4 separate regions of the Mus musculus genome follow, and all the other regions are linked to region 4. Evidence: chromatin contacts called from public Hi-C and HiChIP or PLAC-seq data. All regions are on one chromosome and are shown on one strand. Each heading gives the region's core, a stretch centred on a gene start, on an enhancer-like site or on the middle of the called end of the contact. The rest is flanking DNA. Distances are from core to core; before and after follow the strand shown. Region 1 holds the start of Socs7 (suppressor of cytokine signaling 7). Region 2 overlaps Mrpl45 (mitochondrial ribosomal protein L45). Region 3 overlaps Gm31005 (a long non-coding RNA gene). Region 4 holds the start of Cisd3 (CDGSH iron sulfur domain 3).

What was found. A called contact is a pair of places that touch in the nucleus more often than the background predicts. HiChIP or PLAC-seq counts read pairs in DNA pulled down with a chosen protein or histone mark.
Region 1: an H3K4me3 HiChIP or PLAC-seq map of embryonic basal ganglia shows a contact between it and region 4, with 3 times the contacts expected there. The contact joins the promoter of Socs7 here to the promoter of Cisd3 in region 4. A contact is called at or near these places in 4 of 39 promoter capture datasets (3T3-L1-derived adipocytes, the C10 cell line, liver and 1 more), 1 of 15 datasets of contacts at CTCF or cohesin (large pre-B cells), 4 of 484 Hi-C or Micro-C datasets (B cells, nephron progenitors and pro-B cells), 8 of 115 datasets of contacts at active chromatin or transcription factors (the SCID.adh cell line, embryonic basal ganglia, embryonic forebrain and 5 more) and 3 of 9 other capture datasets (adipose tissue, liver and macrophages).
Region 2: a contact with region 4 is called in a Hi-C map of B cells, with 6 read pairs. The contact joins the enhancer-like site here to the promoter of Cisd3 in region 4. A contact is called at or near these places in 1 of 39 promoter capture datasets (the C10 cell line), 2 of 484 Hi-C or Micro-C datasets (B cells and muscle stem cells), 2 of 115 datasets of contacts at active chromatin or transcription factors (embryonic stem cells and large pre-B cells) and 1 of 9 other capture datasets (embryonic stem cells).
Region 3: a FOXA1 HiChIP or PLAC-seq map of pancreatic cancer cells shows a contact between it and region 4. The contact joins the enhancer-like site here to the promoter of Cisd3 in region 4. A contact is called at or near these places in 3 of 39 promoter capture datasets (the C10 cell line, liver and pre-B cells), 1 of 484 Hi-C or Micro-C datasets (muscle stem cells) and 3 of 115 datasets of contacts at active chromatin or transcription factors (bone marrow-derived macrophages, large pre-B cells and pancreatic cancer cells).

The regions. Positions count from the first base shown.
Region 1 is chr11:97,357,661-97,363,875 of GRCm38.p6, forward strand. Socs7 (suppressor of cytokine signaling 7) reads left to right here and starts at 4,632. Exons shown (of 10, transcript NM_138657.4): 1 at 4,632-5,763. The coding sequence starts at 4,775.
Region 2 is chr11:97,319,322-97,325,320 of GRCm38.p6, forward strand. It overlaps Mrpl45 (mitochondrial ribosomal protein L45), which reads left to right. Exons shown (of 8, transcript NM_025927.4): 3 at 2,122-2,239; 4 at 4,530-4,628. Among named protein-coding and RNA genes, the nearest start is that of Mrpl45, 6.6 kb to the left of the region's middle. Within about 2 kb of position 2,715, at least 19 of the 459 cell types and tissues checked have an H3K27ac peak or open chromatin away from gene starts, as enhancers often do. A contact at or near this core is called in B cells, where this site is marked.
Region 3 is chr11:97,298,339-97,304,856 of GRCm38.p6, forward strand. It overlaps Gm31005 (a long non-coding RNA gene), which reads right to left. Exons shown (of 4, transcript XR_389002.3): 3 at 4,131-4,197; 4 at 2,993-3,969. Among named protein-coding and RNA genes, the nearest start is that of Gm31005, 9.5 kb to the right of the region's middle. Within about 2 kb of position 4,018, at least 140 of the 459 cell types and tissues checked have an H3K27ac peak or open chromatin away from gene starts, as enhancers often do. A contact at or near this core is called in liver, muscle stem cells and pancreatic cancer cells, where this site is marked.
Region 4 is chr11:97,682,365-97,688,477 of GRCm38.p6, forward strand. It overlaps Cisd3 (CDGSH iron sulfur domain 3), which reads left to right and starts at 3,569. Exons shown (of 3, transcript NM_001085500.3): 1 at 3,569-3,851; 2 at 4,137-4,256; 3 at 5,904-6,113. The coding sequence starts at 3,738. The coding sequence ends at 6,083. It overlaps Mllt6 (myeloid/lymphoid or mixed-lineage leukemia; translocated to, 6), which reads left to right. Exons shown (of 20, transcript NM_139311.2): 20 at 1-3,094.

The sequences.
Region 1 (6,215 bases), core at 3,382-5,881, 320 kb before region 4:
TCACAACCATCCGTAACGAGATCTGACTCCCTCTTCTGGAGTGTCTGAAGACAGCTACAGTGTACTTACATATAATAATAAATAAATCTTTAAAAAAAAAAAAAAAAAAAAAAAAAAAAAAAAAAACCCAATTACCCCATGGCTGACACAGGCAACCTCTTGGGGTACAAATAAACCAACCTAACAGCAGAGGGCGCTGTAGAGCTGCGTTCCTTGCCTCCATTGCCTGAGCCAGGAATTCTGGTTTTTATTTTAGGCAGCTAGTGTTCTGGGGTTTTATAGCATCTAACTTTCGTTCCTTTTCTCTTTCTCTCTCAATCTTCTTTCTTTTCTCTTCTTCCCTTCCTTCTAGAAATCTCGAGTGAGATGAGAAGGAGCAGAGGGAGCAAGGATAGAGAAGAAAATCTTTGCAGCCAGGCAACTAGTTGTAAATTCCATGGCATGGTTTTGAGCCGATCAACCATAGCTGCATGTCAGTTTGTTTCTTCATTTACAAGAGTGGCTGCTAATTCTGTCGTGCAGAATTTGAGGTGGATTTGAATCGTGGATCGTTCATGAGGCTTAAGGTTGTCTGACAATTCTGTATTTCTATATCAAGGGCCTACTTCATGTCAGTCATTGACATTACGTTCTGACATTAGAGAGGCCGTGAGGGACAGAGAACAAACATTGCCTTCTGGAACTTATATTTTACTAGAGGAGGCAGACTTTTTTTTTAAGATTTATTTATTTATTTTATGTATATGAGTACACTGTAGATGGTTGTGAGCCCTCACCTGATTGCTGGGAATAAAACTCCACTCACTGTAGCTGTCTTTAGAGGGTGTCAGATCCTATTACAGATGGTGTGAGCCACCATGTGGTTGCTGGGATTTGAACTCAGTACCTTCAGAAGAGCAGTTAGTGCTCTTACCTGCTGAGCCATCTTGCCAGCCCCAGATTTTTTTTTTAAAAAGATGTGTTTTTTTGTTCGTTTGTTTGTTTATTTAAAGACTTATTTATTATATGTAAGTACACTGTAGCTGTCTTCAGACACTCCAGAAGAAGGAGTCAGATCTCATTACAGGTGGTTGTGAGCCACGATGTGGTTGCTGGGATTTGAACTCAGTACCTTCAGAAGAGCAGTTAGTGCTCTTACCTGCTGAGCCATCTTGCCAGCCCCAGATTTAAAAAAAAAAAAGATGTGTTTGTTTGTTCGTTTGTTTGTTTATTTAAAGACTTATTTATTATATGTAAGTACACTGTAGCTGTCTTCAGACACTCCAGAAGAAGGAGTCAGATCTCATTACAGGTGGTTGTGAGCCACCATGTGGTTGCTGGGATTTGAACTCAGGACCTTTGGAAGAGCAGTGGGTGCTCTTACCCACAGAGCCATCTCTCCAGCCCCTAAAGATTTATATTTTATTGTTATTATCTTTGGTTTGTTTGAGACATGGTCTCACTATGTAGCTCAGGCTGTCCTGGAACTCATTATGTAGACCAGGCTGGCTTAGAACATACAGAAATCCACCTGTCTCTGCTTCTTGAGTTCTGGGATTAAAGGTGTGCACTACCATACCCTATTTTTTGTTGTTGTTGTTTGTTTTTATTTTTATCTTTTTTATGCTTTTGATGGCTGTCATATTTGCTTGTCTATTTACCATGTGTGAGTCTGGTGCCCAAGGAGTCCAGAAGGGGGCATCTGATCCCATGGAGCTGGAATTAGACCTTTGTGAGCCACAGTGTAGGTGGTGGCAACTGAACTGGGATCCACAAGAAGAGTAAGCAGTGCTCTTTTTTTTTTTTTTTAAAGATTTATTATTATATCTAAGTACACTGTAGCTGTCTTCAGACACACCAGAAGAGGGCATCAGATCTCATTACAGATGGTTGTGAGCCACCATGTGGCTGCTGGGATTTGAACTCAGTCAGTGCTCTTAACCTCTGAGCCATCTCTCCAAACTGTAAGCAGTGCTCTTAAGTGAGCCATCTCTCTAGCTCCATGACTTATTTCATTTTTAGTCACCTGTGTATGGGCACGCCCACGTGAAAGCTAGAGGGATGCAGTCACCTGGGACTGGGAGCTGTGAGCTTCCCCTGTGTGGGAGCTGGGGATTGAATTTGGGTCTTCTGGTAGAGTGGTCAGTGATAACCACTGAGCCATCTCTCTAGTCTGGACAGAGTGTTAATCAAATCACACATGTGCAATTAAGCGTAACAGAGACTGGGTCTTGAAGTTGAGAGAGAACGTACATCTCCCCGGTCTGGTGAGGAGAGAGTTCAGTCTGAAGGCTGGCCAGTTCACTGAGCACAAACCCGAGAGAAAACTTATCTGAGAATGGAGCTTAGTTAGGTGGGAGATGCTGGCCACTGGTCAAGCTGCAGCTTTGCTTTGGAGATATAAACACTGGATTTGTGTCCTGACACTGCAGGAGAAAAAAGGGGTAGCAGTGGCAAATAACAGAAGAATGCCCATGAATGTTGAAAATAGCGGTGTAACTGGGCTGGTGAGATGGCTCAGCGGGTAAGAGCACTGACTGCTCTTCCAAAGGTCCTGAGTTCAAATCCCAGCGGCCACATGGTGGCTCACAACCACCCTTAATATGAGATCTGACGTCTTCTTCTGGTGTGTCTGAAGTCAGCTACAGTGTACTTATGTATAATAATAAATAAGTCTTAAAAAGAACGGTGTTAGCAGAACTGAACAGACAAGATACAGCTTGGTGGGCAATGTGTAAGAGTAAGACGTAGGCAGGGCAAAACCATTAGGACCCTATATGTCACATAGAGGGTTTTCTCTCTATCCTAAGAATGCAGAAAGCATGAACAACTACAATCACAGGCTGTGGGGCTGGAGGGATGGCTCAGTGGTTAAGAGTACTGGCTGTTCTTCCAGAGGTCCTGAGTTCAATTCCCAGGACTCCACGTGGCAGCTCACAACTATCTGTAATGGGTCTGATGCTGTCTTTTGGTGTGCAGAGAAATATATGTAAATACATCTTTACAATCACAGGCTGTGAGCAAATTTCTATTTCAGAATGACCCCACTGGGCTGGGAAGATGGCTCTGTAATGTGCCTGTTCCTCATTGATTCTGGAGTTCATCAATTTGGCTAGATTGACTGGTGAGGGAGCTCCCGGGATCCACCCCACATCAAGTGCGAAGATCACAGACACATGCTGCTCTGCCTGGCTTTTATACTGTGCTGGGGATCCAAACTTAAGTCCTGATACTTGTGAGAGTCCCTGTCTGAAAAACAAAAGGGGTATAGGGAGCTGGGTGGTGATGGCACATTCCTTCATTCCCAGCACAGACATGATTCTGAATTCAAGGCCAGCCTGGTCTACAGAATGAGTTCCAGGACAGCCAGGGCCACACAGAGAAACCCTGTCTAGAAAGAAAGAAAGAAAGAAAGGAAGGAAGGAAGGAAGGAAGGAAGGAAGAAAGAAAGAAAGAAAGAAAGAAAGAAAGAAAGAAAGAAAGAGAGATGGAGGGGCCTAGAGAGCTAGCTCAGCAGATAACGGCTTGTTCTGCTCTTGCAGAGGGTCAGAACTCAGCTCTCAACACCCATGTCCAGGGACTTGGGGCAGCTAATAATTAGGTCTAGGGGATCTGATGCCCTTTCTCGGATTCTGCACACACATGTGCATACACATACATTTTTTTTAAGTGATGGAGATTATGACAGCGATTCTGATTTACATCTCCTGTACATCTATCTGTAGGTGTTACATTAGCAATGGCACAAAAACGTTGAAGGAACTCTTCCCCGTCACTGAAACCAATTCCGACTCAGCAAAGTTGCCCCCATGATTGATGATTTGATCAGGTTTTGCTTTTTCACTGTTCTCTTTCATCAACAGAGGAAAATATTAGTAAAAATTCTTGTTACAATTGCAGTCCTTGGTCACTTGTCATCATTTTGGGAAGGGCTGGGAATGAGGTCTGGTGATGGAACTGTTGCTTAGCACGTGCCACGTCTTGGATTCTATCCTCAACATGACATACACTATGACAACAATCAGTGGAAGGATGTATTTGGCCATCAGTCGTACAGAATTGGCTATTGTATATCTTCATTTCTTGGAATTGTGTATATCCATTCTTCATTTCAAATTCATGATGAGATTATGCTAACTATATACACACTCTTGTCTTCTCAAAGATCCAGTTGTTTTGGCACGGAAGAGCACACTGCAGGCTCTACAACCCATTTTCATGTAGTCATTCCACAGTTCATCGGATGCTAGGAAAGAGGATGCAGATGTAATGAAATGACTTGGCCAAGGTCACACACTCCAGGCAGCATGGACAGGACAAGACCCCCAGACAGTGCCAAGGTCCACGACCCTCTCCCAGGTCCAGACCCGGGTCCCGAGGCCTGCACTGCTCTACACAGGACGGTGGACAGGGCCCGGGCGCCCAGGAAGTGAAAAAGCAGGGGTCGGTGCCGGAGACCACGGAGGCCCCAGATGCAGCAGACGGCCAATAGCTACCAGGGCCAAGAGAAACGTCAGGCAGAGTGGAGTCCGACGCTTGCGCACCCTGGGGAAAGGGGGCGGGCCCTGGACAGGAAGTGACGTCTAGGGGCGGTCCTCGGCGGCAGCGCGCGGCCTGGGCTCGCGCTGGGCTCCGCGCGCCCCCCCCCCCCCGCCCCCTCTATGAGGCAGAGGCCGCGGCGGCCGTTAGCGCTGTCGCTCCGGGGGCCGCGGCGGGCGGGGCTCCGGCGGGGCCCGGCCTAGTCCCCACCCAGCCCGGCTCCTAGCCGCCCGCCCTCCCTCCCTTCGCCACCCCGATGCAGGGGGCCGAGCTCCGGGACGGCGAGGCGGCGGCGGCGGCCGCTTCGTACCGGGTCCTGAGCCGCCTCCTCGGCTATGGAGAGGCCGCCCCCGAGCCAGGCCCGCCGCCGCCGCCGCCGCCCCCGGGCCACAGCCATGGCCCGTCGCCGCCACCACCCTTCCTCGCGCGGCCCGGCTCGCGGGGCGCCCGGCCGCCTCAGCTGATGGTGTTCCGCAACGTGGGGCGGCCGCCGGAGGAGGAGGACGCGGAGGCGGCCCGGGAGCCGGGACCCTCGGAACTGCTGTGTCCCCGGCACCGCTGCGCGCTGGATCCCAAGGCCCTCCCGCCGGGCTTGGCGCTCGAGCGGACCTGGGGTCCCGTGGCTGGACTAGAGGCGCAGCTGGCGGCCCTGGGGCTCGGACAGCCGGCGGGGCCGGGGATCAAGACTGCCGGCGGAGGCTGCTGTCCGTGCCCGTGTCCCCCGCAGCCGCCGCCGCCGCAACCCCCGCCGCCTGCTGCCGCCCCGCAGGCCGGGGAGGACCCGACGGAGACGAGCGACGCGCTGCTGGTCCTGGAGGGCTTGGAATCGGAGGCCGAGAGCCTGGAGACTAACAGCTGCTCGGAAGAGGAGCTCAGCAGCCCCGGCCGTGGAGGAGGAGGAGTGGGTGGCCGGCTGCTTCTGCAGCCTCCGGGTCCCGAACTACCCCCGGTGCCCTTTCCGCTGCAGGACTTGGTCCCTCCAGGGCGCTTGAGCCGAGGGGAGCAGCAGCAGCAGCAACCTCCCCCACCGCCGCCGCCTCCCGGGCCCCTCCGGCCTCTCGCAGGCCCTTCTCGGAAGGGCTCCTTCAAAATCCGCCTCAGTCGCCTGTTTCGCACGAAGAGCTGTAACGGCGGCTCGGGCGGCGGGGATGGGACCGGCAAGAGGCCTTCGGGAGATCTGGCAGCTTCAGCTGCGAGCCTGACCGACATGGGAGGCTCAGCGGTCCGGGAGCTGGATACGGGGAGGTGAGATTGGCTTGGGGGTTGGGGGTGGGCAAGCGACAAAGTTCCATTTCTTGTTTCGTTTCCCTCGTTTTCCCCTACTGCCAACACGATACTGTTAGAGCTGAGCTGTGGACTTCAGGAGGAGGCAGACACTTGGGATTAAAGGTGGTGACATCTCGCATTAGGTCAGAGCTAATTGTGGAAACAGCTTTCAACTCTCGGAGAGTTCACACTCTGTGACACTTCTCAGTGGGTTAGCGTCTCTTGCTGGGGATGATCTGAAGCCCGGCCTCACCTTCCATCCCTGTTCCGGCCCCACTTTTTAAGCACCCCTCCCATGTCTGTTATTACTACCATTGCTGAAGGTTGCTGGAAATGTGTGGCCTTGGGGCCGAAAAGCTGGTGTCAATCACCTGCCTGTTATTATCTTGATCGTCTTGCTTGTTCTCTCAGTGCACCAGCCTTCACTCTCT
Region 2 (5,999 bases), core at 1,465-3,964, 360 kb before region 4:
AAAGTAATCTTTGAACAAATCCAAAAGAAGATAGCCACACAAACATAATTCCACCTCTAACAACAAAGATAACAGGAAGTAGCAATCACTTCTCCTTAATCTCTCTTAACATCAATGGACTCAACTCCCCAATAAAAATAGATAAACTAACAGACTGGATACGTAGTCAGGACCCAGCATTTTGCTGCATACAGGAAATGCACCTCAGTGACAAAGACAGACACTATGTCAGAGAAAAAGGTTGGAAAACAATTTTCCAAGCAAATGGTCCCAAGAAACAAACTGGAGTAGCCATTCTAATATCAAACAAAATCGATTCAATAGAAACAGATGTATAAAAGTTAGGGTCTTAGACAGATGCACTTACCACTTAAAATGAACAGAATGCATGGAAACAAACACTTATCTAGGACTAACTGGTTTTTCTGAGTCTTTTGTCGTTCTATATCAAATTGAGGATTATCTTTCTATTTATGTAAAGAATGAGATTAGGATGTTGATTGTGATTTCATTAAATCAGTAAATTGTTTTGGTAGGAAGGTCTTTTTTCACAATATTAGTTCTACCAAGCTATACGCTTGGGTGGTCTTCAAATTCTAGTATGTTTCTTAATCTCTTTCTTTACACATTTAAAGTTTTCATTGTAGGTTTTTTTTAACCTCTTTTATTATGTATATCCTAAATATTTTTATTTTATTTGAGAAGCTAGAAAGAAGAGTGTGTCCATGATCTCTTTCTCACATGCTTGTTATTCATATGTATTAAGACTGGTAAATTAAGGGCCGGGAGTGGTGGCGCATACCTTTAATCCCAACACTCGGGAGGCAGAGGCAGGCGGATTTCTGAGTTCGAGGCCAGCCTGGTCTACAAAGTGAGTTCCAGGACAGCCAGGGCTATACGAAGAAACCCTGTCTCAAAAATCCAAAAAAAAAAAAAAAGAAAAAAAAGAATGGTAAATTTTGGGCTGGCAAGATAGATCTGCAGGTAAGAGCACTGACCGCTCTTCCAAAGGTCCTGAGTTCATATTCCAGCAACCACATGGTGGCTCACAACTACCCTTAATGAGATCTGATACCCTCTTCTGGTGTGTCTGAAGTCAGCTACAGTGTACTTATGTATAATAATAAATAAATCTTTGGGCCAGAGTGAGCAGAGACTGAGCAAGTGGAGTTGACAGGAAAGAGTGAGGCTGACTGGAGCGAGCAGAGGTCCTAAATTCAATACCCAACAACCACATGAAGGCTCACAACCATTTGTACAGCTACAGCGTACTCACACACATTAAATAAATAAATAAATCTTTAAAAAAAAGACTGGTAAATTTTGTAAGTCAATTATGTATCATAGCACTTTGCTGAAATTATGGATAATTTCAAGTTTTTCTAGTCAAATTTTGGGAACATTGGGTATAAGATAATATAATCTACAATTGAAAATAAAAATAAATAAATAAAATAAATGAGTACACTGTTGCTGTCTTCAGACACACCAGAAGGCATCAGATCTCATTATGGGTAGTTGTGAGCCACCATGTGGTTGCTGGGATTTGAACTCAGGACCTTTAGAAGAGCAGTCAGTGCTCTTACCTACTGAGCCATCTCAACAGCCCCATGAGGTCATCTTTTGATCTTGTTTTTACACTTCTAGAAAGAATGAAATTTCTCTAGTTTGTAGAAGTAGAAACAGACTCTAGGAGAAGTTAAAATACTCTTTCTTTTCTTCTTGTTTTATTTTTTTTTTAGATTTATTTATTTTATATATGAGTAAACTGTAGCTGTCTTCAGACACACCAGAAGAGGGCATCGGATCCCATTACAGCTGGTTGTGAGCCACCTTCTAGGTGCTGGGAATTGAACTCAGGACCCCTGTAAGAGCAGTCAATGCTCCTAACCACTGAGCCATCTCTCCAGCCGCCCCCCCCCCTTCTTGTTTTTTCTTCCTTTTTTTCCTCAACATAACAAAAGATATCTCAATAGTGCAACACTTAGTTCCTGGTACTTGCACAAGTGTAACAAAGTTTTCTCTATGTGCAAGTCTACTTGATTAGTCCACCTTGTATGACCACAAGATGATGTTGTCTAAGTCTTTCAATGGTTTCTTAATTTTCTTCTCTCCTCACAGCTGGTATATTTGATCCCTATGTTCCACCAGAGGGTGATGCTCGAATGTCATCTCTTTCAAAGGAAGGATTGACGCAGAGAACTGAGCGATTGAGAAAGAATGCGGCATCACAGCTGGCGTACGTGTCCGAGATAATTAGGCTTCAATATTCTGGGCTGAGAAGAACATGCAATATTTAATTCTTTTTTTTTTTAATTGGGTATTTTCCTCATTTACATTTCCAATGCTATCCCAAAAGTCCCCCATGCCCTCCCCCGAGATATTTAATTCTTATTGTGTTCTATGGTATATCATATTGATTTTCCTCTCTCCATCTTTTTTTTTTTCAAGTTCACTTTTCATTTATTTATTTATTCAAGGGGGTGTGAACAGGGCATTAGCCTACCAAAGAGCAACTTTGTGAAGTTAGTTCTCTCATTCCACCACACAAACTTCAGGGATCAAATTCAGGCTTAGTGGCATAAACTTTTACCTACAAAGTCATTACCAGGCCCAAGTTCATTTTTCAAAAACAACCCTTTATACAAACAAGTAGTGGGAAGTGATCTAGCTAATCTCTCAGTTCATCATGTCCTAGGAATTCCCCCAATGCACTATGCCTCATTCATTTGAATGCAGCCAGTTGTGGGGAACTCCCTACCTCTCCAGGATCTAAAGAGATTCAAATCATGTTCTCCAGTGAAAACTGTAACCAGCTTCACTTTTTTTCTCTCCACAGCTTGGGGGTGGGAGAAGACAGCACAGGCAGACTCTGGAGTTGGGTGTGGTGAGGGGGTGAACCAGCCTGGGGGAAGGGGGATTTCTCCATGCTGGGGAAGGGTGTGGTAGTCTGGTGTCTGCTGGTGTGTTGGCCTCCAGGGCCAGTAGGTTGTCCCTGAAGGTGCCTCAGCCTGTAGATAGCATCATTACAAACTCGTCAAAGTCTATGGTGCCATCCCCATTGAGGTCCATTTCTCGCAACATCTCATCCAGTTCAGTGCCCTCTAGTGGTTCCCCCAGCAGAGCTGGTGCTGCCTGCCGCAGCTCCGCCACCGTGATCCGTCCATCCCTGTCCTTGTCAAAAAAGATTTTCTTGCCTCTGCCTCCCAAGTATTGGGATTAAAAGTGTGGACGACTATGCTCAGCCATCTTCAGCGTTAGTTGATGAGTTTGTCATCCTCTCTCCATTTTTATGTAAGTGTGCCGTGCCTGTGGAGGCCAAAAGAAGGCATCCGATCTCTTAAAGCTAGAGTTAGAAGTGGCTTTGAGCTGTTATATATCAGTACTGGGAACCAAACCCAGCCCTTTGCCAGAGAGCAAATGCTCTTTTTTTTTTTTTTTTTTTTAAAGATTTATTTACTTATTATATGCAAGTACACTGTAGCTGTCTTCAGACACCAGAAGAGGGAGTCAGATCTCATTACAGATGGTTGTGAGCCACCATGTGGTTGCTGGGATCTGAACTCTGGACCTTCGGAAGAGCAGTCGGGTGCTCTTACCCACTGAGCCATCTCACCAGCCCGAGCAAATGCTCTTAACCACTGAGCCATCTCTCTGGACCCTAGAGTCAAGGTCTTGCTATGTAGTCCAGGCTGTCCTTGAACTTGGCGCTCCTCTTTTCTTAGCTTCTTGAGCGATGGCGTTCCTAGCATCAGGCATCCTTCTTGACTTGGTTTATTAAAATTGACATTTTCTTGTTGCTTTATTTTTTCTTTGCTTTTACATTTATTTATTTATTTATTTATTTATAGAGCAGAGTTTCTCTGCCTATGGCTGTCCTAGAATTTGCTCTATAGACCAGGCTGACCTCAAACTCAGAGAACCCCCTCCTCTGCCTCCCTAGTGCTATGATTAGAGGCGTGCGCCACCACACCCAGCTTGTTTTATTTCTGGGAGAGTCTTACTATGTAGCCATGGCTGGCCTGGAACTCACTGTGTAGACCAGCTTAGCTCTGTATTCATAGAGATCTGCCTGCCTCTGCCTCCTGAGATTAAAGGCTGTGCTCCCACGGCCCTGCTGCCTCCCCTCTTCAAGGCACCACCCATGCACCTCTGCACCCAGCCTGCTTATTCTTTCTTTACATTTGATGTAACAGAGAGTTGAATATATAGTCTAGACACATCCAGACAGTAATCATTAAACGGGAAGATGGACGTGGGGGATTAGTGTGAACTGTGAGTTATGGAGATTACATGAAGATTTCATAACTTTATTGCAGTTTGTTTGTTTGTTTGTTTGTGTGTGTATGTGTACTCACTAGCTCCTCCCACAGCACAAATGTGGAGGTCGGGACAGCTTGAGGCAGTCAGCCCTTCCCTTCTACCGTCTGAGCTCCTGAGGTTGAACTCAGGCTGTATGGGTTGGTGGTTCGCACTTTTATCTGCTGTGACGTCATCTTTAGGATGATTTTCTTGCTTTAATTTTACAGAATCCGAAAGATAAGAGAATTTGATGCAAATTTTAAAACAAAAGACTTCCCTGAAAAAGCTAAGGATATTTTCATTGAAGCTCACCTTTGTCTAAACAAGTAAGTGGACACCCCAGCCCCATCTGCCTCCCGAGTCCTGGGATTAAGCACGTGTGCCACCACTGCCTGACAACTGGCTGGATTTTAATGCTGCAGTCCCAGCTGCTGTGAGGTTGTGGACATGGTGGTCCCATCGTGCCCAGAGGACTGCCATGGTCGCTGTGCACTCTCTGTGACAGTCCCTGCCCAGGGGAGGAGGCTGTCTCCTTTCTTTCCTCTCTTCAGTTTTCATTTTCACTTCACACTGAGATCTGAGCAGAGAAAGCCCTTCATCTGTGTCCTGGTGGGCTGGCTTTCCACTCCTTCTTTGGTGATGCAGGACTCTCTGGAGAGACATAGCATCTAAGTCCGGCGTCCTGCACTTCAGAAGCCCAGAGATGGGGAGAAGAGGTCAGAAAAGACACATGGCCGTGCTTTACGAGTCAAAGTTGACAGTGTATGATGAGGCTGGTCATTGGCCTCATGCAGAGATAAGGAACTTTTAATTCTTGTAGAGTATTGGACTATGTTCCCTCTACCAGTGCAGAGCAATTATCAGCTCCAAATCTTAGAGGATATCCTTGCCCACCTAAAAGATGTGATCTTTGACTGGGCGTCTGGTGGCACATGCCCTTAATCCCAACAGAGGCAGGCAGATCTCTAAGTTTGAGGCCAACCTACTCTACAGAATAATTTTCAGGACAGTTAGGGATACACTGAGAAATCCTGTCTTGAAAAACAAACAAACAAACAAACAAAAAGATGTGATTTCAGAAAAATTTCTTCCTGCTCCAGAAATATAAAGTATTAATTGCTATTAAATGTCAAGGTTTTGTGATAATTCACAAATTAATATATTATGTGGTTTACATATACAGAAAATGTTTTAATTGGTGAACTGTTTCTCTATCTTCAGGACCATTTTTAAATTAAAAATAAAAAATGTTTTTTCCTTTCTTTTTTTTTTTTTTTTTTTTTTTTTGGTTTTTCGAGACAGGGTTTCTCTGTATAGCCCTGGCTGTCCTGGAGCTCACTCTGTAGACCAGCCTGGCCTCGAACTCAGAAATCCGCCTGCCTCTGCCTCCCGAGTGCTGGGATTAAAGGCGTGCGCCACCACACCCGGCGTTTTTTCCTTTCTTAAGAGAGGTTTTTTTTTTTCTGTGTAGCCTTGAATCCTAGAACTCACTCTATAGACCAGGCTGATTTCAAAGTCAGAGATCTGCCTGCCTCTGGCATCTAAGTTATTAAAGGCTTGTACCACTACCATTTTCAACTTAAAAAAAAAAGTTTTTCTCTCCTTATACTTTATTTGTTGGTGTATATGTGAGTAGGAATACAGATGACACACATGTAGAGGTCAGAGGACAATTTCAGGAATCAGTTTTGTTTTGT
Region 3 (6,518 bases), core at 2,768-5,267, 380 kb before region 4:
TAAGCATTCCTGGAAGGTGACATGTTGACCACGTGGCGTATCATTATTGAGCATTCCATGTAGTGTAATAATATCCACAAGCCTTTTATTACATGTATTTGTTTGCTTCCACTCTGTCTTTCCTTTTACCATTCGTCTTCCTTTTGTTTTTTGGTTTTTTTTGTTTTTGTTTTTTTTTTAATTTTTTTGTTTCTTTGTTTTTGTTTTGAGACAGAGCTCTCACTTTGTAACCCTAGCTGGAACTCACTTTATAGACCAGGCTGGCCTGGGACCCACAGAGATCTGCCTGCCTCTGCCCCCCAGAGTGCTGAGATTAAGGCCCTTTATTGTTGTTGTTTTTTTTTTTTTTTTTTAAAGATTTATTTATTTATTATATGTAAGTACACTGTAGCTGTCTTCAGACACTCCAGAAGAGGGAGTCAGATCTCCTTACGGATGGTTGTGAGCCACCATGTGGTTGCTGGGATTTGAACTCCAGACCTTTGGAAGAGCAGTCGGGTGCTCTTACCCACTGAGCCATCTCACCAGCCCATTGTTGTTGTTTATTATTAAATTATTTTACGTGTGTGGATGTCCGTGTCTGAGTCTGTGGAGGGCATTGGATCTCATGGAACTTAAGTCACAGATGGCTGTGAACCATCATGTGGGGGCTGAATCCGGAGCACCTCCAAATGCTTTGACCTGTGGATCCGTCCCTCCAACAACACCAACCCTCTGTTCTTTGGTGGTGGTGGTGATGGTGGGTTTTGTTTCTTTGTTTCAGAATAGGTTTCACATAGGCCAGGCTGCCCTTAAGTTCTAATTCACTACATAACCAGGCCTAGCCTTTAGTTCTTGATCCTCCTGCCCCCACTTGCCCAGTTGCTGGCCTTACCAATGTGTGCCCTCATATCCAGCCTTTCCTTTCCTTTCTCTCTTTAATCCACATTTGTTCACTAGCACATACATCAATACAACTGGTCTGTGTTTTCATGGTCTAGCTTGCTTTTTTCCCCCTCTTTTTTTGAGGCAGGGTGACTGTAGCTCAGGCTGGCCTCAAAATTTGTATCCACCTGCCTCAAGCTCCTGAATGCTGGATTTACAGGCATAGGCCACAATGCCTGGTCAATGGCCTAGCTTCAAATTCAGAGCAAAATGCTTCCGTGGACTATATTGAAAAAGGGCGGTAGTAGAGCAGTTAAGTTCTATGTTGGCCTTTCTCTGCCCTTGTCAACAGCTGGAATCTCTGTCCTAGTTAAGAAAGGCTGAAGTTATTCAAGAGGGTGCTCGGCATTGCTCACTTAAAAATGGCAGGTCAACCACAGGTATTTTACTGCAACAGAATATCTTAAAAAAAAACAATAAAAGTTTTAGAAGCTATTACTTACAGGAGTTAAACTATTTTTTTTTTTATTACTGGGTGGTGGTGATATACAGCATGCATTTAATTCCAGCACTTGAGAGGCAGACATAGTCGGATCTCTGTGAGTTTGAGGCCAGCCTGGTCTACATTCCAGGACAGCCAGGACTACATGGAGGAACCCTGTCTCAGTATATATAAATATGTATAATATTATACATTATATAATTATATATACATTTTTTCTCTTTTGATAAAGGGTCTCACTATGTAGCCCAGGCTAGCCTTTAGCTTTTACTGATCCTCCTGCCTCTCTGCCATCCCAGAGCTAGTATTACCAGTGTATGTCACCAAGCTTGGCTTTGTTTCCTTTCCTTTTCACAGTATCCTGGAGAGACACAAATCCATGTCACACAAATGAGTGACCTATGGCTATCTTGGGAATGTGTAAAGCTAGTTGAAGCATACCCAAATATAGAAATTGTATCACACAGTAATTTCAGCACCAGAGAGGTGGAAGCGGGAGAGTAAGACGTTCACTGCTGGGGCTGGTGAGATGGCTCAGGGGGTAAGAGCACTGACTGCTCTTCCAAAGGTCCTGAGTTCAGATCCCAGCAACTATATGGTGGCTCACAACCACCCACAATGAGATCTGATGTCCTCTTCTGGTGTGTCTGAAGACAGCTACAGTGTACCTACATATAACAATAAATAAATCTTTGAAAAAAGAAGAAGAAGAAGAAGAAGAAGAAGAAGAAGAAGAAGAAGAAGAAGAAGAAGAAGAAGAAGAAGAAGAAGAAGAAGAAGTTCACTGCCAGCCTCGGCTACTTAGTGAATTCAAGGCCAGACTAGGCTGCATTCAATCCATTTCAACAAACAGGGAAAAAAAAGTAAAGTTTGTTGTTGTTGTTGCTGCTGCTGTTGCTGCTGTTTTATTATGTTAGGAATTGGAGATATGACTTGGGGGTTAAGAGCATTGGCTTCTCCTCCAGGGGACCTATGTTCTAGTCTCAGCATCACATGCCAGCTTACATCCACATGGAACTGCAGTTGCAGTAGATCTTCTGGTCTCCCAGGCACAGCACATATACTGTGTACAGACATAGGTGCAAGCAAACCATTTGTTGTACACCAACAATTGCATTTTGTATATTTTTTTACAAATAAAATTTGTCGATAGGCATGCTAGCACACACCTTTAATCCCAGCACTTGGGAGGCAGAGACAGGCAGATCTCTGAGTTTGAGGCCGGCCTGGTCTACAGAGTGAGCTCCAGGACAGCCAAGATTACACAGAGAAACCCTGTCTTGAAAAAACCAAAATAAGGCCCGGCGTGGTGGCGCACGCCTTTAATCCCAGCACTTGGGAGGCAGAGGCAGACAGATTTCTGAGTTCGAGGCCAGCCTGGTCTACAAAGAGAGTTCCAGAGCAGCCAGGGCTACACAGAGAAACCCTGTCTTAGGAAAATAAAAAAACTGTGTCTTCTCTGTGGACTTGACCTCCTGTCCAGGGCTCTTAATTCTTCAGTGAGCTCTCTGGTTAACGTCAAGATTGTGGCTTTACTGATTCTCTGCTCTGTTGCTGTTGTTCTGATTGCTGCTGCTGCTGCTGCTGTCGCTATTGTTGTTGTTGTTGTTTTTCTTTTTCTTTTCCTTTTTTTTTTTTCAGCTGACTGCAAGAGGGTTTATTGTACACGAGCTACACTTAGCCACAAGAGAACAGAGCTAGTCCAGAGTGCCGGGGGTCCAGGGCAGAGGGCCAGCGGGACTGTTTTGGTTATAAGAAAGGAGGTCATTTCTCCAGGCGATCGTGGCGAGGTGACATTCCAGTTCTACTGAGACTCATTACCAATGGCAGCACACAGTCCGATAGCTTGTCCCGGCGTCCCGGCCCTCAGCATCCCTCACTTCTGCTCCTGCAGGCGTCGTGGCTGCACCGGCTGGCTAACTTGGACCACTGCCTTATCTTCTCTTGCGCTTCAGCCTGCACATTATCTTCTTCTGCCACTTCGCTCTTATGGCTCAGGAGTCTCAAGGAAGATGGCGCTAAAACCGAGAGCTGTTGTTGTTTTTCTTTCTCAAGACAGGGTTTGACCAAACTAGCCTCAAATTCAGAGATCTACCTGCTTCTGCCTCCCAAGTATTGAGATTAAATGGGTATACTGGGATTAAAGACCCATCACCATGAGGCCTGGCTTGGAGTCACTGCTCTTAGAAAATGAACTTCTCAGCTGAGCATGACAACGTCCATCTATAATCCCAGCTCTCAGGAGGCAGAGACAGGACAGAAAAAGTGTTGCTGGGAATGGAAGGCTAGCCTGGTCTACACATAAGTTCCAGGCCAGCCTGGGCTACATAGTGAAACCGTGTCTCAAAAGAAAAAAAGGAAAAGAGGAAAAAAAAAGAAAGAAAGAAACATGGATCCTTCTCTATCCAAAACAGAAGATGTCAAACAAGGAAAGTAATGCTCTCACTTTATCACATGAGCAAGAGAGGCAGAAAGCAAGGAATCAGCAGTAGTCTGTCCTAAGGAACGGTTCAGGTGATAGCCAGTTACCTAGAAGCAGGGCTATGGCTCTGTTCCCGAGTGATTTTTCCCACCAGTAGCTGTCATCACAGTTTCCAGAAAGGCTGCCAAGCAATAGCAGGAATTAGCATTTCACACAACCACTCCCACATACACTCAGAGGCCTTGGAACTTTTCCCAACTACTCTCTACTCTTTGCCCTCCCGCCTTCCCTTTCCTCCCCCCACGCCCCATTCCAGATAAACAGGCAAGGTGTTTGACTCACCTAAAGAAGAGGCCTTCAGCTGTGAAAGGCACCACCCTCTGTAGGAGCTCTTTAAGCTCAACTGTTTCTAAGAATCAAAAAAAAAAAAAAAAAACACCCAGGGATAAACATCTACCCTCCTTTCCCTTCTCCCCTGGCGGCCTCCCCTGCAAACAATACCCTAGCGATTTAGACACTCAGCACTCTCCTGCAGCGAGCAACCCAGAGCAACCCAGGCCTCAGTTTCATTTCAACAACGTGTGACTTGATTAAGTTGTATACCAACCCACAGCAAGGCCTGGCTGTTATTGGGTCTTAATGGATGTTTGAATAGCCTTGCCTCAATTGGCCTCTGGCATCTCCTGAATTTCACAGAGTGCCAGGATTGTAAGAGACTGCCTGACAGGCCAACTGCTTCCTGCCTTGGAAGATCTACCCAGAGACAAGAAGACAGAGGCTCCATGCTTCAGAGGGAAAGAGCTTCCCCGTACATCCAACCCACACATTCTCTGCCACAAGCTGAAGGAGTCCAAGCAGATCAGCTAGCAGGAAGGCTGAGACCAAGAGCTGGATTTTAGTACAGGGACCATTACAACAGTGACATTGGAAATTGGTGGGGACTCAAGTAAAACTAACCCAAGAGCAGAACATCTGTTAGAGTTAAGAATCAGCTTTATTTTCGGGAGGCAGAGGCAGGCAGATTTCTGAGTTCGAGGCCAGCCTGGTCTACAGAGTGAGTTCCAGGACAGCCAGGGCTACACAAAGAAACCCTGTCTCGAAAAAAAAAACAAAAAAGAAAAGAAAAGAAAGAAATGATCTCTAAGGCCACATAGCTGGCTCAGTACACACAGGAAGTCAATACACAATGCGAGTGCAGTGGCGTTCACGTCTGCAACCCTCACGTCTGTAATCCCAGCACTCACACTGAGAGGAGGACCCGGCGCAGAAGTGTCCAGAGTCTCCACATGTGAGCCATCACACACAGGGCATTTTCATATAGTTTCTTTCCAGATAGAGTCTTATGTAATAGCCTAGGCTAGCCTCCTGTCTCCATAACTCAAGTTCCAGGATTATAGACAGATATGCTCCACCACTGCCTGCTTTCATAATATTTTTTGAAAATACTTCTTTATTTAGCTAGGCATGGTGGTGTATGCCTTTAATCCCAGGGCTCAGGGGACAGAATCAGGTACATCTCTGTGAATCTAAGGCCTGGTCTACATAGCTATTCCTGGCCAGCCAGATCTACATGTTAAGGACCTGTCTCAAAAAAAGACAGTCCAACCTTAAAGTATGCAGCAGCAGGAATGAGGGATCCTGCCCCAGCGAGGTGAGAACCAGGAACCCCACAAGCTTTCCTCTGACCTCCACGTACTTGCTGTGAGGCCTGCACATGCGCAGGAATGGCACACTCTCCCACGGAGGCAGGCAACTCACGTACAGACCCACACACCAAATAAGCCAACAGATTCATTGATTAATGCAATTTTTTGGAAAGACTTAAAGGGAAGAATCTAGTCAAAGTTGAAAGCTGGAATCAAGACATCCAGACACAATAACCTAGACTACATTTTCAGGGATTGGTGAGGGAATGAACTTCAGAGATCAAAAGCCTCCCTCCGAATTGCTGGAGAGTCCAAATAGCTGAAGAGGGTCTTTTCACCAGGGAAGGCCTCAATGATACTTTTATATACAGTTGTTTGTGACTTAGCTTCAGAAGTATGTAATGTGGGTTGCTTTAATGGGTCAGCCCCAGATTGGCAGTATTAACATGTTAATATTAATTAATAGAAAAGGTGCAGAAATATGTGGGTAAGAAAATGAGCTTGAAAAAAAAAAAAAAAGCAAAGAAAATGAGCTTGAAAGTTGTAGATGAGCCAGGCAGTGGTGGCGCACGCCTTTAATCCCAGCACTTGGGAGACAGAGGCAGGCAGATTTCTGAGTTCGAGGCCAGCCTGGTCTACAAAGTGAGTTCCAGGACAGCCAGGACTATACAGAGAAACCCTGTCTCAAAAAACCAAAAAAAAAAAAAAAAAGAAAGAAAAAAAGAAAAGAAAGTTGTAGATGACTCAGAAAATACCCCCAAATAAGGATCTCAGAGGCTAAGTGTCTTCCTGACCTTTGCCTTGCTTGCTTTTGACCCTTTGATGCTCTCCCTGGCAAGCTACACAGACAGTAGGAGTCCTCCTCCCTAAGGCAGATCACAAGAGTAACAAGAGGAAAACCAGCCCTTTCTCCCAAAGCCAGCCACTTAAGCTTAAAATAATCCTGTCCTCTCTGTGAGTTGACTATAAAGAAACTTCTATCTTACGTTTAGATTGTAACCTATTACCCCACCCACCCTGTAAGGAAGAACATCGCATAGACCAGGAATCTCAACAGACAGGCCTTGCTGGGTTTTCCCCCTCA
Region 4 (6,113 bases), core at 2,319-4,818:
GACCTGGGGCAGCCAAGGGCAAGGACAGGAGCAGTGGCCAGTACTGGGGCAGTGGCCAGTACCGGGGCAGTGGCCAGTACCAGGGCAGGAGCTCCTAGCTCTTGCATCCTCTACCCCCTCACCAACTCTGCTCCTTTTCCAGGGCATGAATGGTTAACTTATAAAAAACATAAAACAAACAACAGACCAGTACCTCCAGTATTGGAGAATTCCTAGGGGCTGGGGGCTCTGAATCAGGGTAATACCCTACCTTCCCTCCCCTCTACCCCACCTCAGGGCCCCTCAGGGCCTCCTCCCCCACTGTTAGTTTGATCAGTCCTGGCACAAGAGAGTAGGGGAGGGGTAAAGTGCCACTTCTTTTTAGCAAAAGTCTCCCTCTCCGAAGTAGCTAGCCTGCCTCTTGAATCCTTTCACCAGCTAGTAGAGCCACTTAAGCTAACAACCACCCCTTACCCCACCAGCTATTTTCCAGGGTGTAGTAATAAGTGGCAGAGACTTTCTGCCCAGGGCGGTAATGAAAAACGTTGAGTGGGACACGGAGCACCGCCAAGGAGGCCTTGTGTCCCTTTTGGTTGCACTGGCTGGGACTGAGGGTCAGTTCCAGTTTCCCTTGCTCATGTCTGTGGGTCTCTGCATGTGTGCATTTTGGTGTGTTTACGTTTGAGTTTTGTTGTTGGGGGTTTTTTTTGTTGTTGTTGTTTTTTTTTTTTTTTGCTTGTTTGTTTTGGTTTTTTTTTTTTTTTAATAAAGAAAAGGTGTATATTTTTGGCAAGGACAGAAACGTAGTACAGATATATTTTTGCCTGTGCTGCTCAACTGTTGTCCCTCACTCCCACCCCCCATGATCTGGGAAATACTATTCCTGTTGATAAGACAGGAATAAGATAGGATAAGATAGGATGGGCCGGGACCCTTCAGAGGCAACCCTTTGACACTTGGAAGGACTTTGGGGGACAGTTGAGATGACCTCAGAAATACTTTTCTAACTGCTATTACTAGAAAGACATCTTCATCTCTTCCGCTCTTGTAGACCTCCTTGTCTACGAGCCAGTGATTCTTCAGATTCGTCTACGACCTTTTTATCCAGGCCCACACCCTTGCCCCACGCAGAGCCAAGTACCCTGCATTGTGGCGCAGGGGTGCTCGGGGCTCTGGAACTCTGTTCTCAGCAGTTCCCTGGGCTCCTTTCCCTGTTCTGGGCCAGGCAGGATGCCCTAACAGAGTCAGGTCAGGCTTGCAGAGGCCTCTGGGCTGGATGGTTTGGTGTTGGCTCCTCTTTTTTGGGGGTGGGGTGGGGTGGGGAGGCGTTTTTCGAGACAGGGTTTTCTCTGTGTAGCCCTGGCTGACTTAGAACTGGCTGTGTAGACCAGGCTGGCCTCAGACTCAGATCTGCCTGCCTCTGCCTCCAGAGTGCTGGGATTAGAGGCGAGCTGGTGGTGCTATTCCATATCCTGAGACATGAGGAGAGGTGTGGCCTGGTGCCGCAGCACAGGGAGAATTAGGGTCCTTGGGAGGGACCAGGGTTCTGCAAAATGGCTCTGATGACCTCACCTTTTTTTTTTTTAAAGACAAGGTCCCAAGTGCTGGGGTTAAAGGCGTGCGCTACCACGCCCGGCACAAGGTCTACTCTTAATGTAGCTTTGGTCGTCCTGGAACTTGCTATGTAGACCAGGCTGGCCTCAGCCTCCTGAGTGCTGGGATTAAAGGTGTGTGCCACTATGTCTGGCTTTGGTCCATTTTTTTTGATAAAGAGCTTGGTAGAAGGAGAGAAAGGATGCAGATTTGGGGCCATCTCTATCTGGGAGGGGGAGGATGTGGTTTGCAGAGCGGAAGTGGAGTCTCAGAATGCATGAGTGGATCTTAATGTCACCACCCTAAGTGAGAAGAGGTGAGCGGGTGACAGATGCTGAGCCTGTGCCCACCAGGGCAGGGGTGGCTGGGTCATGGCTGATGGATGCTGATCAGGGGGTCATTGGAGCTGGCTTTACAGGCTACTGCTCTAAACCTAGGAGTGACGTGACCTCAGCAACAGCAGTGACAAGCCTTTGTACCTGGCCTTCTGGTCATAACTGCCTGACTGTCAAGCCTTTTAGCTGCAGCTGGTTGGCTGGCTGTCCCTGTGTGTGTGGTGAGTGTGGTGGTGTGAGTGTAGTAGGGTTGTGCCCGTGGCGGGAAGGTATCTATGTAGCACTGACTGTCTTAGCTCTGAGCTGACGAATCCTCCACAGACAATGACACTTTAAGGGTTGCCTTTAAGAGAAGAAATAAATTGTATGTCCCATCCCCCTCTCCCTCATCCCCCAGCTTGTGGGTGTCCCTCTCAAGCTCCTGGGTCTACTGCTGGTGATCCCTTCCCTTCCTTGTGTGAAGACCCAGGGAGTTCCCACCCTAGACTCCTAGGAAGGGCCTAGACAAATGAGAGCCCAAAGAGGCTACCAGTTCCATTTCCTCTTCCCACCCTGGAAATGCTGACCTGTTTTCAGAGACACAGGCCCGCCCTGCTAGTCTCAGTCATCCCAAGAGTGCAGAGGGCCAAAGGGAGTAACAGACTGCTGGTGCCTGGGGAGAGGTGCCCACTAGGACAGAGGGAGGTGGGGCCAGGGAGAGGTGCCCGCTAGGACGGAGGGAGGTGGGGTCAGGGAGTCCCTCTGTTCCCTCCAGCCGCTTCCTCCTGGATTACAGGTGTGTCTAGTTCCCAGCAGACCACCTTGTCTTGACCTACTGAAGCGTTGGGGACTGAGGACCGTCCTCTTTCTCCTGTGTTCACTTTCTCCAGCCCCACTTGGGACTGAAGACCCGAAGGACTGTGGCTCCCTTCCTTCCATCCCAGCCTGTTTCCATGTAGCAGACCCTTCCTAAGGGAGCAAGGAAGGGAAGCCACAGATTGCAAACCCAGGGGCTCATTTTTCATTCTTTCTGAAACCTTTATATCCTCAGCCCAAGAGACGGTGTTCCCCTGCGACCTCCAAGCCTGGAATTGTGCATAGCCTGGGTCTTGTATCTTTGTATAACGGATGTTATTTGTACGAAGGGCAGTTCGTAAACAGCACTTGTTCTTTTAATAAAAGAATGTTTTACTAAAAAAAGAAAATCCAAAGAGACCTTGCTTTGTCTGGCTTTATTGTAGGGAGGGAGATGGGTTCCTAACTGGAGGCCCGAGGGAGGAGGACAGGATACGGTCAGTGACCCCTTTTTCTCAAGTACTTGTAAGAATAGTTCAAACCGGAGTGCACAGAATGTGCGGTGCAGGTGAAGATGCAGACGTCAGAGCCCTGCAGAGTGATAGATCCACATACACACTGACTGCCTTGAACTCTAGAGCCAGGGTGGCACCTGCCGACTCCAGGGCGGCTCGGCCGTGCCCATCCTGTGCGGGCCTGGGCGGTGTCTTCCTTGGGGGCGGAGCGGAGAGGGCGGCGACCCGGACGCGGCTACGCGCAGAGCGGCCATGCGCAGCGTGGGGGACGAGCCTGCATGCTGTGGTCATGCGCGGCGTCTGGGTGAGCGTCCCATCTTTGGTGACCCCTGGCCGTTCGGCCCCGCCTCCACCGGCCCAGGTCAGACTCCACCCCTCGGCCGCGCGTCCCCACAGGGCAGTCTTTCCGGAGGGAGCTCCCGAGTAGATGCCAAGATCCGCAGCGCCTCTTCTTTGAACCTTTTCCCAACCATTAAAAAAAAAAAAAAAAAAAAAAAAAAAGGTCCCACGCTCCTTTGACTTGTGGTCTTTCCCTTCCCTGATGGGCTTCCGGCGTCTCTCCTTCCCCACTGATTTTATTTTTCTGTTTCCAAATCATATCTGCCTGCCTGCCTTGTCGAAGCCGTATCAGAGGCGGGAAATCTCTTCTTGGCTGGTGAGTACACCTCTTGTCTAATCTCAGCACAACTCCTATCAGTTCCCCAAACCTCAAGAGCTACATCCAAGACAGCGACAGGGAGACCCTTGCTCCCAGCATGCTCTAGGGAAGGTTTGGTGGACCAGAGGGCAGAAGGCAAGGAACCAGGTCTCCCACTGAGGGGAGGACAGCCACCTGATTTCAAGCCCCAGAGTTTGAAGAAGAGTTACAGAACCCCCCGCCAACTAAAAGTATATCCAAGACTTGGGATCATCCCGAGTCACTCATCCACCCTGATCATAGGCCCGATGGTTCCCCAAAGACCCAGCCAAGCCAGTGGTGGCACAGAAGACACCCATCAGATTGGAGCTGGTTGCCGGGAAAACCTACAGGTGGTGTGTATGTGGCCGAAGCAAGAATCAGGTGAGTTACTCCTGTAGCTTTTCCTTTAGATGTGACACAGCCTGATCTCTGACGCTAACGGTTAGGCCTGGCAGTGTGACACGCAAACATCCATCTCCTCCTCTCCACGTGCTTGGGGTCAGCATGGTCTATCCTGGGGACTTTCAGTCCGTCCACATTTCCCTTCTTTCTGTATATAGGTGAGATACATACAATTGGGGGATGGGGCTCGATGGCAGGAACCAGCTCACAGGTCAGGGACACCACTATCAGGATGGCCATTGTCAGTGTATGTCCATGTCCCTCCCCAGGAGCCTAGGAGGTACAGAAGGGCCACAGCTCTGTGGCTGACTCAGTCTCCTCGAAGGCTGCCCGCCCTGCTCCTTCCAAGCAGCCCATGTGCCAGGCCTTGGTCCTCACAGCTGGGAGGATTCTGTTCAGTCTTCCCTGATGTCCCCTCCCAGGTCTCTTTTCACCTTGGATGTGACTTTTCCTGCTTGCCTGCTGCCATCCGATGCCATCCCAGCTGTACAGGAGCCCTTCACTGTAGCCGGAGCTTCTCCCTTTCATTCTGGAGAACTCTGTCCTGTTTCCCATGCTGTGGTTGAGACCATAAATCCAGCTCTGGAGGCTTCCTTTGTGGCCTTTGAACAGATATTCCAGAGGGTGGGGCAGTTTCAAGGGCATGCCAGCCAGAGGATTGTGGGTACATGCCCATGCCCTTTAGGCAGGGTGCTGGTTTTCTAGTTTTCACTAGTTCATCTCTCCGCACACTCTGCCCCTGACAAGGCCTCTCCCCTCCTTGGGCCTCTGTCTTCACCATCCTTTGAAGGGTTCTCCTGTGAGATGTGGTGCTCACATTCATAGTGGTACTCTAGGCAGGCTGTTGTAGACACCCCCTTGCTTACAGGCAAGACTGACCCCACCCTACAAAGGCACTGCGCACTGGGCTCTCTCCCTCCCTGAGGAACATTGCAAAGAATGTTGCTTTCATGGGCCAATGGGGACTCAACCTCACCTAGCCGTTAAAAAAGAAAACCAAAACAAACAAAAACTGAGGTGAGGCTATGAACCTAACCCAGTGGATAGACCCTTTGTCTGCAGTGTGTGGAAGCCCTGGAATCTATCCATCCCCAACACGCAATAAACAGGGTGTAGCGACATACATCCATTGTCCTAGCCCTTGGAAGGTAGAGGCAGGATTGGTGTTCAAGGTCTGGGTTACATGAGAACCTGGCTGGGAAGTGCTCAGTGGATAAAGTTACTTGCTGACCTGTGTGATCCCCAGAGCCCACATGGTGAAAGGAGAAAACCATGCCCCCACAAGTTGTTGTGTGACTTCGTGTGTGTGTGTGTGTGTGTGTGTGTCTGGGGGTAGTAGCATTGCCTCTACTTGAGGCCCAGTTCTTGCAAATTGTGTGTGTGTGTGTGTGTCTGTGTGTGTGTGTGTCTTGGGGTAGTAGCATTGCCTCTACTTGAGGCCCAGTTCTTGCAAATTGTCCTGGTCTCTGGATCTCCCAAAGGTGACCAATGAGAAATGCTTGCAACATTATACAGAGACAGTATTCTCTTCATGACAGCCTTTCTGTGACCCCCACATTGCAGGGCTCGGGGAAACGAGAATGCTCCACTCCCCACCCTAACCTTTTTCTGTCTCTCTCTCACCAGCCCTTCTGTGATGGCTCCCACTTCTTCCAGCGTACTGGCCTTTCTCCACTCAAGTTCAAGGCCCAAGAGACACGCACAGTGGCCCTATGTACCTGCAAGGCCACTCAGCGGCCCCCTTACTGTGACGGTACCCACAAGAGTGAGCAGGTACAGAAAGCAGAAGTAGGTTCCCCACTCTGAGGGGGTACTGTGACTCCAGGCAGTAATGCT